Regions from separate parts of the Gossypium hirsutum genome. Here region 2 is linked to region 1. The links are chromatin contacts, called in public Hi-C maps. All regions are on one chromosome and are shown on one strand. The core of a region is the stretch at or near the end of the contact, and the rest is flanking DNA. Distances in the headings are between cores, read along the strand shown.

Region 1 (6,432 bases), core at 2,704-5,203:
CTGTTGAGCTTTTCAATTTAGTCGTTGGCCATGCGCATCGTTTTAAAAGCTTTGGGCAAATTGCCCTTTTAGCCCCCCACAGTTTCATGCGCGTTCTAATTAGTCCTTTCCTCATTGTTTTCTTTTAAATTAGCCCCAAAAATTAGTTTCCCAATTCAATTTAGTCCCTTTTTACCTTTTTCTCGTTATTCTACTTTAATTTTATTATTATCATCATTATTATTATTATTATTATGTGTTGTCATATATATATCTTTAATACATATATGAATATATTTAAGTAATATTATTAATAATTATTATTATTTCTAATGTGTCTATATTATGTATATCTATATTTTTATACGTTATATATACTTTTAATATTATATTTTATATATTATTATGCATATTTTTAGTATATATATATTTGTGAAGCATTATCAATAGTTTTTTTATATTTATTATTATTTTAAATATGTATATATTGTGTATATATTCTAATACTACATTATACATATATTTTTATATTATGCGTATATTTCAAATATTATATATTAAGTATTTCTAACATCCTTATTATTTATACCCATGTACGTACGTGCCTATGTATCGTATTAATGAATTCATTTTATATTGTTATCATTTCTAAGGTATATGTACATATCATCTATGTGTTATATATATTATGTATATATTTTCAATATTATTAGTCATATTCTTTATATACTATTCCATGTACATATTTCCATATCATCTTATGTATATATTACTATTACATTTATTTTATTCCTGCTATGTTTATTATTAATATTAGTACATATATTTTATTATTCTTGTACACATATTTCTTATCTAGTATTATTTTCATATATCATTTTATTATTATTATACCTATTATTGTCATTGTTATCATTTATTATTTTAATATTATGTATATATTTTTTTCATAAATGTCATTTACGTACGGTTCTTAATATTTATTTTATATATATATCTACATATTATGCATGTATTTTATCCTTACTACTATGAATGTTAGCATATATTTTATTATTTATGTATATATCTTTAATACATCTAGGTATATGTTTATTATTAATAGATGTTTTCAACATTATGATGTATATATATATTATGTAAATATTTTATTGTGTATGCATTTTTATATATTACGTCTATATATATACTTTTTAAATGTTGTATTTTTATATATATCACGTATATATTTCGAATATTATATAGTATATTTCTAATGCTATTACTATTTATATATATATTTCACGTACATATTCTAAATATCATTATTATGTATATATATTCATTGTTTCCATTTCATGTCTAAATCTAGTATTACGTTTAATATCGCATATATCTTTATCGTTTTTAATATATTTGTCACACTTATATTTGCTTCAACATATTTCTAGCTCTGTCATTTATTTATTTTTATCAATTTGCTTTGCATTATTTCGAAAATCTTATTCTCGTCTCCTAATTAATTTCCATATATAATGCAATGTACCAATTTAACATCAAGTCATCGATTTCATCGCTATGTTGGGTGAAATTCGCCGGCTTGTGTTAAAAGCGGGACACCGTTTTAAAAAACCAAAAATTTCGAATTTTAGTATTTCAATCGGATCGCGATTAAATATTAAGTTAAACTTGTATTTTTGAGAATCAAGACAACACGTGTTTTACAATATACCAATTTTGGGCGTCGCGAGAGTGCTAATACCTTCCTCGCGCGTAACCGACTCCCGAACCCTAATTTTTTTCTGGCTTTTGACGTAGACCTAAACTCGGCCTTCTTTTTTAAAAAAAAAAGAAATCTAATAGGTGTCCGATCACACCTAGGAAAAAGGATCGGTGGCGACTCCCTTTTTATTTCAAAATCAAACTTCAGTTTTCAAGTTTTCACTAAATCGCCACAATTAGCGACCAAGCTAAATTTTTTACGTCGCTACAAGCCAATTGGTGACCAGAAAAAACAATTGAACAATTGAGTGACTATTTTGTAAGTTTTCATAATAGGGTGACAAAAAAAAATACTAATAGTTGAGTAACTACTAGTGTTGTTTACCTTAATTTTTAGGGTAAACTACATAGATAATCACTTAACTTTCAAAAGTTTTCATTTTAGACACCTGATTTTTTTTTTACAATTTAAACACCTATATTACATAGTTTGATTATTTTAATCACTCCCGTTAAAATTGTAAAAAAATCTAACCTGAAATTATTTCTAAAATTTTGATTTTCCACTTCATTTAAATAAATAAATAACTTCCATTTATTGTATTTCATTATTTATGATAAACTGGTGAATTATTGTTTCATTGAAGAAGATTGGTCAGTTTTAGGTAGAAAAAGAAAAGTTCAAAATGTGTAAAAGAACCCAAAGATGTTCTTATACAATGAAAAGGAATAGAGAAGCTCATATTTGGATCTGAAACAAGCTTTGTGAACACATGTTTTTTAGTCATTTTTTAAACCAAAAATAAAAAAACAAACACTAGCTTTTTAAATTTTCCGATTTAGTCACTAAACTATTCGAAAACAATTTTTTTGGTTTTTTACAAAACATTAACAACCATTTAAAATTTGACGAAAGTGCTAATGTGGAGTTTTTTTTATTGGTCTTGTAATAGCCAATTTTGGCCCAAACCAATAAAACCAAAATAAACCCACCAAATAATTAAAAAGTCCATTTTTTTAGTCCATTTACAATATGTGTGGCCCAACATTTTAAAACCCATTTCAGATCCAAAATTAAAACCAAGCCCACTACCCAAATTTTAGCCCAAATCAGCCCAAACAAACTAAACCCTAGCCCTTTGCAAAGAAGAGAAAACAGCAGCAGCCCTAGCCCTCCAGGCATGCTGCTGCCGAACTCTTGGCCTCCCTTCGGCCACCACGCCCTGACCATCGCCTTTTCCACGCGTCGTATGACACCTGCAACAGAATCAAGATACAACAGCAAAAATGCACGCGATTGACAAAGAAATAAAGAGCAAAAGAACAAAAATCATAAAACCAACAGTTGGTAGATTGGCTTTAAAAGCCAAGATCTTTTCTTTGTAATCGGTTACAGACACTTACAAAACAAGATTAATCAAAAAGAAATAGAAATTCTTCGAAGGTGATTTTATTGCTTGCGTTTCAGTTTCTAATCTTTGTATTTTACTTTGTTTTGTTTTTTTTTCTTTTCATTTCTTTTTACATATGAAATAATAATACAAAGATAACAATTGTAAAGACGTACCTCCGATTCACTGTTTGGGGGTGCTCCGGCGTTCCCTCGCCGATTTGAAGGTCGTTGAACCCCTGGGGGTTCAGCCAATGGCCGTGGAAGGGAACAACGAACCAAAAAGGGGGTTTTCCCTTTTCTCTTCCGTCGCGATGGGCTATGAAGGCTCCGCCTTCGAACCAGTTCGGAAGAGGACCAAAAGGGCCCGTTTCACTCAACACCGACTGCCGTTCGAGGCATGGGCGAGGAGACGCCCCCGATGAGCCCATGGTCGGCCATGGGGGAGGCTAAGAGGAAAATGGGAGGGAGAGAAAGCAAGAAGCTCTCTGTTTTTTTTAAATGAAGTCTGAAAAATGAAAAAAAAAAAGGTTTTTTGGTTTAAATAATATTGATGAAACGGCATAGTTTCATTAACCCCCCCAGGCCTTAAAACGATGCCTTTTAGGGGGAACCCGCGGCCCGACCCGATTGGAAGAGAGACCCGCGTGTTTTTGAGGCCGAAATGGCTATTTGCGGTTATGATCCCTCCTTCTTTCCTACGCCATTTGATTTAGTCCCGCTTTGCATTTTTATTTTTTAAAATCTTGCCCTATTATTTTCTTTCATTTCTGATTTGATCCCTGGCCTGGACAAGTGAAACGCAGCGCATTAGACTTGGAACACTCCCTCATTTGGTCCTCTCGAATCTAAGCGTGTTTTGATTTAGTCCCCAGTGGCCTTCTTTTTTTATTTGCAATCGCTACCCTGAATTTTGGTCCATTTTCAATCACGTCCTAAATCCCTTTATTTCTTTTGTTATTTATCTGTTTTAAAATGTCTTATTATGTGCTGTTTCAAATATTCTGCATGCGGTTTGTTATTAGATTATTTATGTACATGCTTTATTTTAACTTGTTTTAATATTGATTATTTAAAATTGTATTATTATCCATTTTAAATTGTTTTTTTATATACATTGAGTGTACTAAGCTATTTTGTTATATTATACGTTTTTGATACTTTTCACATATCATTTATATAGTTTATTTCCAATTGTTTTTATACATATTATTAAAAAAAATGATGGTTTTGTATATTTCTATTATTATTATTATTATTATTATTATTTTCTTTAAGCTCCCTCTTATTTCAAGTTTTTTTATCTCTATGTATATATATATATTTTTTAAATTGACCTATATATATTGTTTATTTTAAAATTGTTTTCATACCTTATTTCGAAACCTATTTATTTATTTAAAAATGTTTTGTTATTATAATTTACTTTAATTTTTTTATATACATTGTTTCATACTTTCGTATGTATATATATATATATTATCTATTTTAAAATTACTCATGTGAATTCCTTTTTTAAAAAAAATTTGCTTTGTATAATATAGATTTTAAAATTCTTTTACATTATTTATTTTAAACTCGCTTCATGTATTATTCATTTTAAATTGTTTTATTATTTACTTTAAATTTTTTTATATATTATCAATTTCAAATTGTTATATCTATTTTTTTATTATATATATACTAGTCATTTCTTTGATGTCTTGTATATTAACTATTTTAAAATTTCTTTTACATGTACTCTATTTTTAAATTATTTTGAACATTGTTGATATTAAATTTCTTTTTCACATTATTTATTTTAAATTCATTTGTTATCATTTTAAAATTTATTTTACACTTTGTTTATTTTAATTTGCTTTATAACCTTTTAAATCGTTATATATTATTTAATTCATTGGTCTTTGATTATTAATGTTAGTATATAAATGATGCGTATCGTGAGATTATTGCCATTGCATGTACTATGATTCGTTTATTTGTACTTTCATATTATTGTCATTCGCTTGTGTAATATCTTTATTCATGTATCATCGTTCCATGTCGCACTATACTCTTATTTCATATCATCGCCTCATGAATTAAGCCTCGCTACATTTATCTAATAAATCGTTTTAACCTAAACGAATAATGCACGTTATTTAAATATCGTATTCGCTACTATTCAAAAACAAAAATTTCAAAATAAGGCAATGTTTTGCATTTTGGAGCGTCGAGGAATTGTGCCCTAACTTACGGGGTTTCGGTTTTCTCGATTGATTCTAAATAGCCAAATACCCTTTTGAGTTTTAAAATACACAGAATTCCAATTAAAATTAAAGACAACCTTGCGCTCGGGAAGTTCATGGTATTGTGTCCTAACTTACGGGATGTGATACTCCGATATCTCGAAACAAGGAAATGTTTAACAATTGTTTTGAGCTAATCCAAAAATTTTAAAATCGATGCTAATAAAAAGGGATCGTATTTTAAATCTATTCTTGATTTTCAACTTTCGACATTAAGACACTAACTAATCAATTCGGTACCAATCTTTGGGCGTGACGAGGGTGCTAATCCTTCCTCGCACGTAACCGACTCCCGAACCCATTCTCTCGAGATTCGTAGACAAAAAAACCCCGTTTTAATAAACTAAAATGTTTTATTAAAACAAAGGTGATCCGATCACACCTAATAAAGATCGGTGGCGACTCCCGTTTTAATTTTCATTTTTAAACAAGGTCGATTCCCATTTTCAAAAAAAAAATGGTTTCGACAGGTCTAATGCTAAATTTAGCTTCTAATGTTTACATATTCTATTAATTTAATCTTAAATATAAAAAAAATTCAACAAATTTAGTCCTCATCCTTTACAAAATGACAGTTTTTTATTTTTAAAATTTTTGTAACCTTTATTTCTCCATTGTGCTCACCTATATCAACTTACACTCCTAATAGTATGTCATCAATTAAAAAATTTTACATGTTGTCACATCCAATAACTCTCATCAGATCCGCCACCAACCTCGCCTCCTTCATCCTCTTCTTCGTTAACATGTTCATAATTAAATGAAAGGTGGCAGGGTTCAACCTACTGTTTCCCATCATAGTTTGAACTACATGCAACGACTCCTCGATCCTTTTGACCTTGCAAAGACGTGCGATGAGCAAATCGAACTTGTGTTTGCGCATGAGTCCTTTGTCTAAACAATATAAGGTTTGGATCAAAGGGTCGAAGATCAAGAGAAAGGATTTTGTATTAGTGATGAAGCTAAAGGTTTTGATGGTGTTGAAGCAGCCATCTTTCACATGCTTATTGAGGAGGCAGCCTATTGTCATCATATATCCATTTCGGTCGACTTTGTGAACTTGTCTGTGGTAGT
Region 2 (6,432 bases), core at 1,819-4,318, 41 kb before region 1:
TTGTTGTGATTACAAGGGGTATTAATAGTGGTGAGAGTAATGTATCTTCCAAGTGTAATGGTGAAAGAAACAATCACAGTATGTGTGATTGAGTAGATTTACCTTGTAATTATTGAAGAGAGTGTATACACCTCACTGAGCTAGGCTCTGCGAACATAAAAAAATCGAACTGCGTAATTATCTTCTTGTGTTTTGTATATTTTTTTTCTATTTTCTCATTAACTACTTGAAAAAATGTCTACCAACTCAGACACCAATTTTTAATAACATCTTTTTTTTCCTAGCATTAATTATTTCAACCAAAACCTTACTTTGTATTATCTAAAAAATATTTTTTACCAAATTTTTTTTTGTTCACACACAACCAGTTGTGCCATAAAACTAGTAATAGTTAAGCCTATTAAATTCAGTATCCAGATTCTTTTTCAATACAATCCGCTAATAAATCTACCAAGTATTATACTAATTTAGTTCTGATTTCGATTTTTTTAAAAAAAAAAGCTCAACTTAGTTTTTAAATATTTATATTCTCTTCACTAAATCTTGTGTTAAAATTTATCTTTAATTCCATCATTTACTCATTAGTTAAAAGGAACACATTGGGTTATGATAAAAATGAAAGAATATGTCCCCTAATTAACTTTTTTTTTGTCACTTCATATGTTGAGTATATCCTATGCACAAAAACACATTCTATAAACAAATTCGCATATGCCTAACTAAGCTATACTGTCTGCGATCACGTTTTGTATCTGGATTTTCATAAATCCTGCGACAACTTATGCTGGGCCAAATCAAGTTCTGGGTAAGATATTTTAAACTTTTTTTTAAAAAAAATTAAATGTTATAATTTAATAATTTAATGATTTTAAATGAAAGTTTTCAAATAATTTAATAATTAATTTATAATTTTTTTAATATAGAATTAACAAAATATAAATTTATTAATAATTAAATATCTGGTTTCCTAATAATTATATAGTTTTTATCATAGGAAAAATTGTCAAAAGCAAGGCTCAGAAGCTCAGAGGCGCAGCCATTTCAGATGCTATGATGGTATTGGAGCCCAGATATTTAATCATCCACTTACCATAGTTAAAGCTTCTTTTCTCTTATGCATCAAAGGTTGGAAAAAATTAAATCAAAGTTACGTTAATGTGTTGAAATTTTATTTAATACCAATTATTTACAAAGAAATTTTATATGATGATAAATTATAAGATACTTAAAATATATATTATAATTTATAACATGTTAAAAATATATAAACATATCAAATTTATAGAATTCAACTATCTTTTAATTGAATGGATTCTTTTAGGAAATATAACATAATTAGGGTTTAGGGTTAAAAGGTAAATAATATTAACTTAATAAAGTAGGGATCAATTTTTTAAAAATCTTATAACCATTAAATTTAATGGGTTGGTATTGTTGTTTTTTAATATTAACTTTTGTTTGCAATTTTTATGATTTTTTAATAAATTTCCATTTTTAAAAAGGTTTAATTGTTGCTGTTTTTTTAATTTGTCACTTAAGCCTTTTTGGCCCTTTAACATTATTAATTTCAAAATTTTCTAATTTACTTCCAATAAGAAAATAGGGGTCAAATTGAATAAATATGTAAAAGTTAAGGACTAAATTTATTATTATACATTATATATAAAGACCAAATTTTAATGGAGTGGTAGTTTTGCTCACTCGTCGAGCTAGCAAATGGACAGGTTTGGGTGGGCTTGGAATGGGCCCTTTTGGACTGCATTTTTTCGGATTTGAGATCGAATTTTCTCAGGCTCAAATCTATTACGGGCTTAGGCCCTTTCAAATTTAGATTTTTTTTCAGATTTGAGCTCGGACCAAGCCAACAGGCTCTAATTGCTTCAAATAATTTTAAATTATATAAGTTATAAATATTTTAATTTTAATGTAATAATTCATTTTATTTTTATGTGATGACAATACAATTTAAATTTGTTTTATAAAAAGTATAAATTATATATATTTAATAAAGTTCTTTTATATAAAATAATTAAAGTGCTTATTGTATGTAAAATTTATAATTCTATGATATTATATAAATTAACGAAAATATATTTTATTGCTCATTATTATATTATATTGACAATTAAATTACTATTTATCTTTTTTATTAAATTTACAAACCTAATACTCATATTCTAAAATATTTATTCCAAAACTCAAATATATAATACTAAACCCAAACCCAAATAATATACTCATTATTATCTAAACTCAAAATAAATAAATTTTAGTCCAAATTTCAAGTCTAAAATTAAAAAAAAAATTAAATCAGAGACTCAAATACAATTTGTAAAAGTTAAAGCCCAATTTAAAATCTAATTTAATAAAAATAATATTTTATTAAGATATTATTTTTTTAATAATATTTTATGTATAACTAATTATAATTATAAATATGTACATTAATATACTAAATTACACATAATTATTGATACTATATCTTTTATTATAATCTATAATATACACTATAACAGAATGTGCATATGGCGGCAAAGGCTAGCGGAGTTTGCAGGTGAAAACGTCGCCCCGCTTGACCATTCGAGACGTACATTGTAAGAAACGCCACTGTCTTTTCTCACACCGTGGGAAAATATTAGCGCCATAGGTTTTGCGGCGGTTGAACTCCGGAATGCCTCTGTAGCTCCACAAATAGTGGCGAATTTAAGCGGACGCCGCTATACGTATCAGAAATGAGTGGTGATAGCTTGGAAGCACCACAATTTCTTTAGAAATTAGTGGCGATAGCATGGAAACATCGCGAATCTTTAAAATAAATATTTTTTAAATTTTATTTATTAAAATTATATATTAGTTTAATTTTTTTATTTATTAAAAGAACATATCGTGGCGTTTTGTCTCTAATCGCTTAGTAGCATATTCGCGGTGGTAATTAAATGACGCCGTGAAATACTCTTGAAGATAAAAGTTTTCTAATTGATTTTTTATTTATTAAAAGCAGGTAACATACTGCGGAGTTCTGACTTTAGCGCTGCAAATTAAGAGCATTCTAACGGCGTTTCGCGATATCGTGTCATACAACGGTATTCTGATTTCTGAACCAAACGTTGCGATTGTTCCCTACTTTTACCCGACCTTCTTTTCTTCTTTGCCCAAAACACCAAATCAAAAAAATTTACAATCCCTAGCCACTCGCCGTCGACGGTCAAAGCCATCACTACTCGTCGCTTGCCGCTGGGTTCCTCCTACCCACCCATTCTCAGCTTCGTTTGTCTGTTTTTCCCAGTCATTCTCAAAAAATGCCGCAATTGTTGCAATAATAATAATAATAATAATAATAATAGAGTGATATACAATACATTAATTATTATTGTATATTATTATTTATTATTATACCAGTTGGAATATATTCTAAATTTTTATATTTTTTGTATTTTTAAAAGTTAGCTTCTTGCTATATTATATCATATAGTATTCAATATATTAATAGTTTATATATATGCATAAATAATTAAACATTATAATATCGTTGAATATTATATCTTCTATTATAATTTATATTATAATACTAGTTATATATTTATTAATATTTTTGTGATAATTATATATTATATAATTATTTTATGTATTAATAATATACTAATTTAGTATATCAGTTTAAGGTCAAATCAAGTAATGAGTTTCGGTTTCAGTAATAGTTATAGTATATTATTCTATTTTTATTAAAATTTTATTTTATAGATTTTAATAACTATTAATAATATATATTTATTATACATATATATACTTATAGTATTAAAATATTTTATATTAAATTAATGTTTTTAAAAATTTATTACTTTATAATTTAACATAAGAAATTATTATTAATTACTCTTCCTATTAATAAAATTTTCATATAAATGAAATGCTTATAATACATTTTCAAAAAATAAAAAATTATCTTTTATTTTTATTTTAAGTAATATCATAAAATTATATTAATTATTAATGTCTATTACAGATGTTCAATTACAAGCTTGGATCTATTACAAGCTCGAGCTTTCTTGGGCTCAAGTTTTGTCGATCTTGGACTTTCTTGGGCTTGTATCTGTTTTGGGCTCGAGCTTTCTCAAATTCGGATCATTAGGACTTGAATTTTTTAATAGAGGAACTAAAATGTAATCTAAGATATAATACATGAGATTTTATGATAATTTTACCATTTATAAATTATAATTATTCATGATAATAATTATATCACCCACCATAATTAATATACTAATAAATAGATCTTAGAGTAAATATAATAATGATAATTTGAAAGTATAACATCCACTTTTTTTACTGTTAAAAAAATAGAGAGATTTTGTTTTTAATTAGGCTTTTAACTTTTATTTTGGAAAAAAAAAGGACAAAACTTATTGAAATAAAAAAAAAAGTATATTGGTCCAAAATTTAAGATTACACTTTTTATCTAAGAGAACCTAAAATGGGTAGTTTTGGGATTATTTCCTATATTTCGACATTGACATTATTTTGAGCATGTGAGATTACAACATAGTTGGAATGATAAGAATCCAAACAATGTATGCTTATTCCAAAATGTGAGATTATGATATATAACGTCATATTTGGTTAACCGAACACACCTTAATTGCATGCACAACAAAAAGATAAATCTAAATCTAAATTCGAAATAAATAATTTAGATAAGATTATTCGTTGAGAATTTAAGTGCATTAAATATAAGAATTTAATATATACTTTTTTTCTCTTTTTTCTCCAAGTCATTTGCTTCTTATCTTTTGTTTTGCCCAGCGGTGGTGCCAACCTCCGGGTTGGCTATCACCCGTCTTTTTCTCCCTTCCACCAACCTGTTTCTTTCTTTCTTTTTCTCATTCACTCCACGTCTTCTCTCTTTTCAGTTTGTAGATCTATTTTGTAGGAATCTTTGTTGTCTTCACAAGTTGTGGTGGACAAATAATGGCGCCTTTCGTTTGCTAAAACTTCACCGGCCACCAGTAATTTTTCTTAGAAAGTGAGTGGCTCTTCGCCAGCTTCTTAATATGTTTTTATTTTGAGAGTATTTCAGAATAATAAATGATTTCACAAGTCAATTTAGACCTGTGTTGCTTTTAAGTTTTATATGTTTTTTATTTGTTTTTCTATTGTTTAATAAGTTTTTAGTTTAGAAGTTTTTGTCCGCTCTTGTAGCACATTTTTTAGTCTTGCTTATGCATGTAACCTTAGTTTTACAAGTGATTTTAGGGATGGTTTAGTTGTCCTCCTCTCCAGTTTGGTGAATACTCGATTCTTTTGTTGATTTTTGCTCGACACTTTGGACCATCTGGGGTTGATTTCCTTATCGTATTAAGTGCTTGCAATCACTCTAGATATGTTCTGCTTGAGTTGTGACAAAGGCAATTGTCAACGTATCATGATGTTCAATTGATGCTAAGGCTAAAGCTTTTGTTGTGTTGATGGAGCTTGTCCTTCACCATCTACGACTGTAGAGCCCAATTTTGGCCCGGGCTGAACAGTCCCAAACCAAACAATTGTTAACAGTCCATTTTACAAATCCAAGCCCAATAAACTCAAACCCATTTTACAAAAAATCTGACCCAATTCCTATTGGCCCCAATAGGCCCAAAAGACTAAACCAGGAAACCCTAGGGTTTCTGAAACTTTCAGCTGCCGCTCCCCACGTGCCTGGTCAGCACGTTCAACACTCAAGGCCTAACCACCAAAGCAGCCACCTGCTCCCGTTTCATCACCTGCAAAAGAGAGACGAACACGCAACAAAGACAACAGAGCAGAGAAATAGGACAAAAAAGGAGTAAATATATTGTAATATTAGGCTATAAGAGCCTCGAAAATCAGTGTATTCAAGGGAGGATTTGGGAAGAAAAAAATATTGTATCAAACACGAAAAAGAAATCAAAAAAAGAAAATCAGTTTCAAAAGGTGATTCGCGATTTCAATTTTTTTAGTTTTCAGATCTCACTTCTTTTCTATTTTTTTTAGTCTTTCTTTCTTTCTTTTCTTTTGCATAAAGAGGATAAAAGGAGAATAATACTTGCCTCCGGCCTCTCATCGCGTCCCTTCTCCGCGTGGTCTGCCACCAAGTCCGACGGTGGTGCGGCGACGCTCCAAAGTTAAGGTCGAAACACTAGCCGAAAGGAGGAAGGGAGAAGGAGAGAGCAAATGCTCTCTGTTTTTTTTTTAAATGGGGCTAGAAATGAAATAATTTTTTTATTTAAATAATAAACATGAAACGGCGCCGTTTTGAAGTTTAGGTTCAGAGGCCAAAACGACGTTGTTTTGGCCTCTAACCCGAGACCCGACCCAGGAAGGCGGAGGATTTGCGTGTTTTACACCAGATGGTCTATTTGCCATCTAAGCCCTTCCGCGTTTTTAAATTTTTTAATTCACCTTTTTCTTATTTTTAAT

Evidence for each region. Hi-C and Micro-C count contacts between places; a contact is called where the count stands out from the background.
Region 2: a contact with region 1 is called in a Hi-C map of leaf, with 1.8 times the contacts expected there. The contact joins the enhancer-like site here to the promoter of LOC107957416 in region 1. A contact is called at or near these places in 5 of 34 Hi-C or Micro-C datasets (cotyledon, hypocotyl and leaf).

Annotation. Positions count from the first base shown.
Region 1 is chrA05:37,606,078-37,612,509 of Gossypium_hirsutum_v2.1, reverse strand. LOC107957416 reads right to left here and starts at 3,953. Exons shown (of 2, transcript XM_016892934.2): 1 at 3,248-3,953; 2 at 2,586-2,937. The coding sequence starts at 3,501. The coding sequence ends at 2,805.
Region 2 is chrA05:37,646,292-37,652,723 of Gossypium_hirsutum_v2.1, reverse strand. No RefSeq gene overlaps it. Among protein-coding and RNA genes, the nearest start is that of LOC107957415, 15 kb to the right of the region's middle. Within about 2 kb of position 3,068, at least 6 of the 9 cell types and tissues checked have an H3K27ac peak or open chromatin away from gene starts, as enhancers often do. A contact at or near this core is called in cotyledon and leaf, where this site is marked.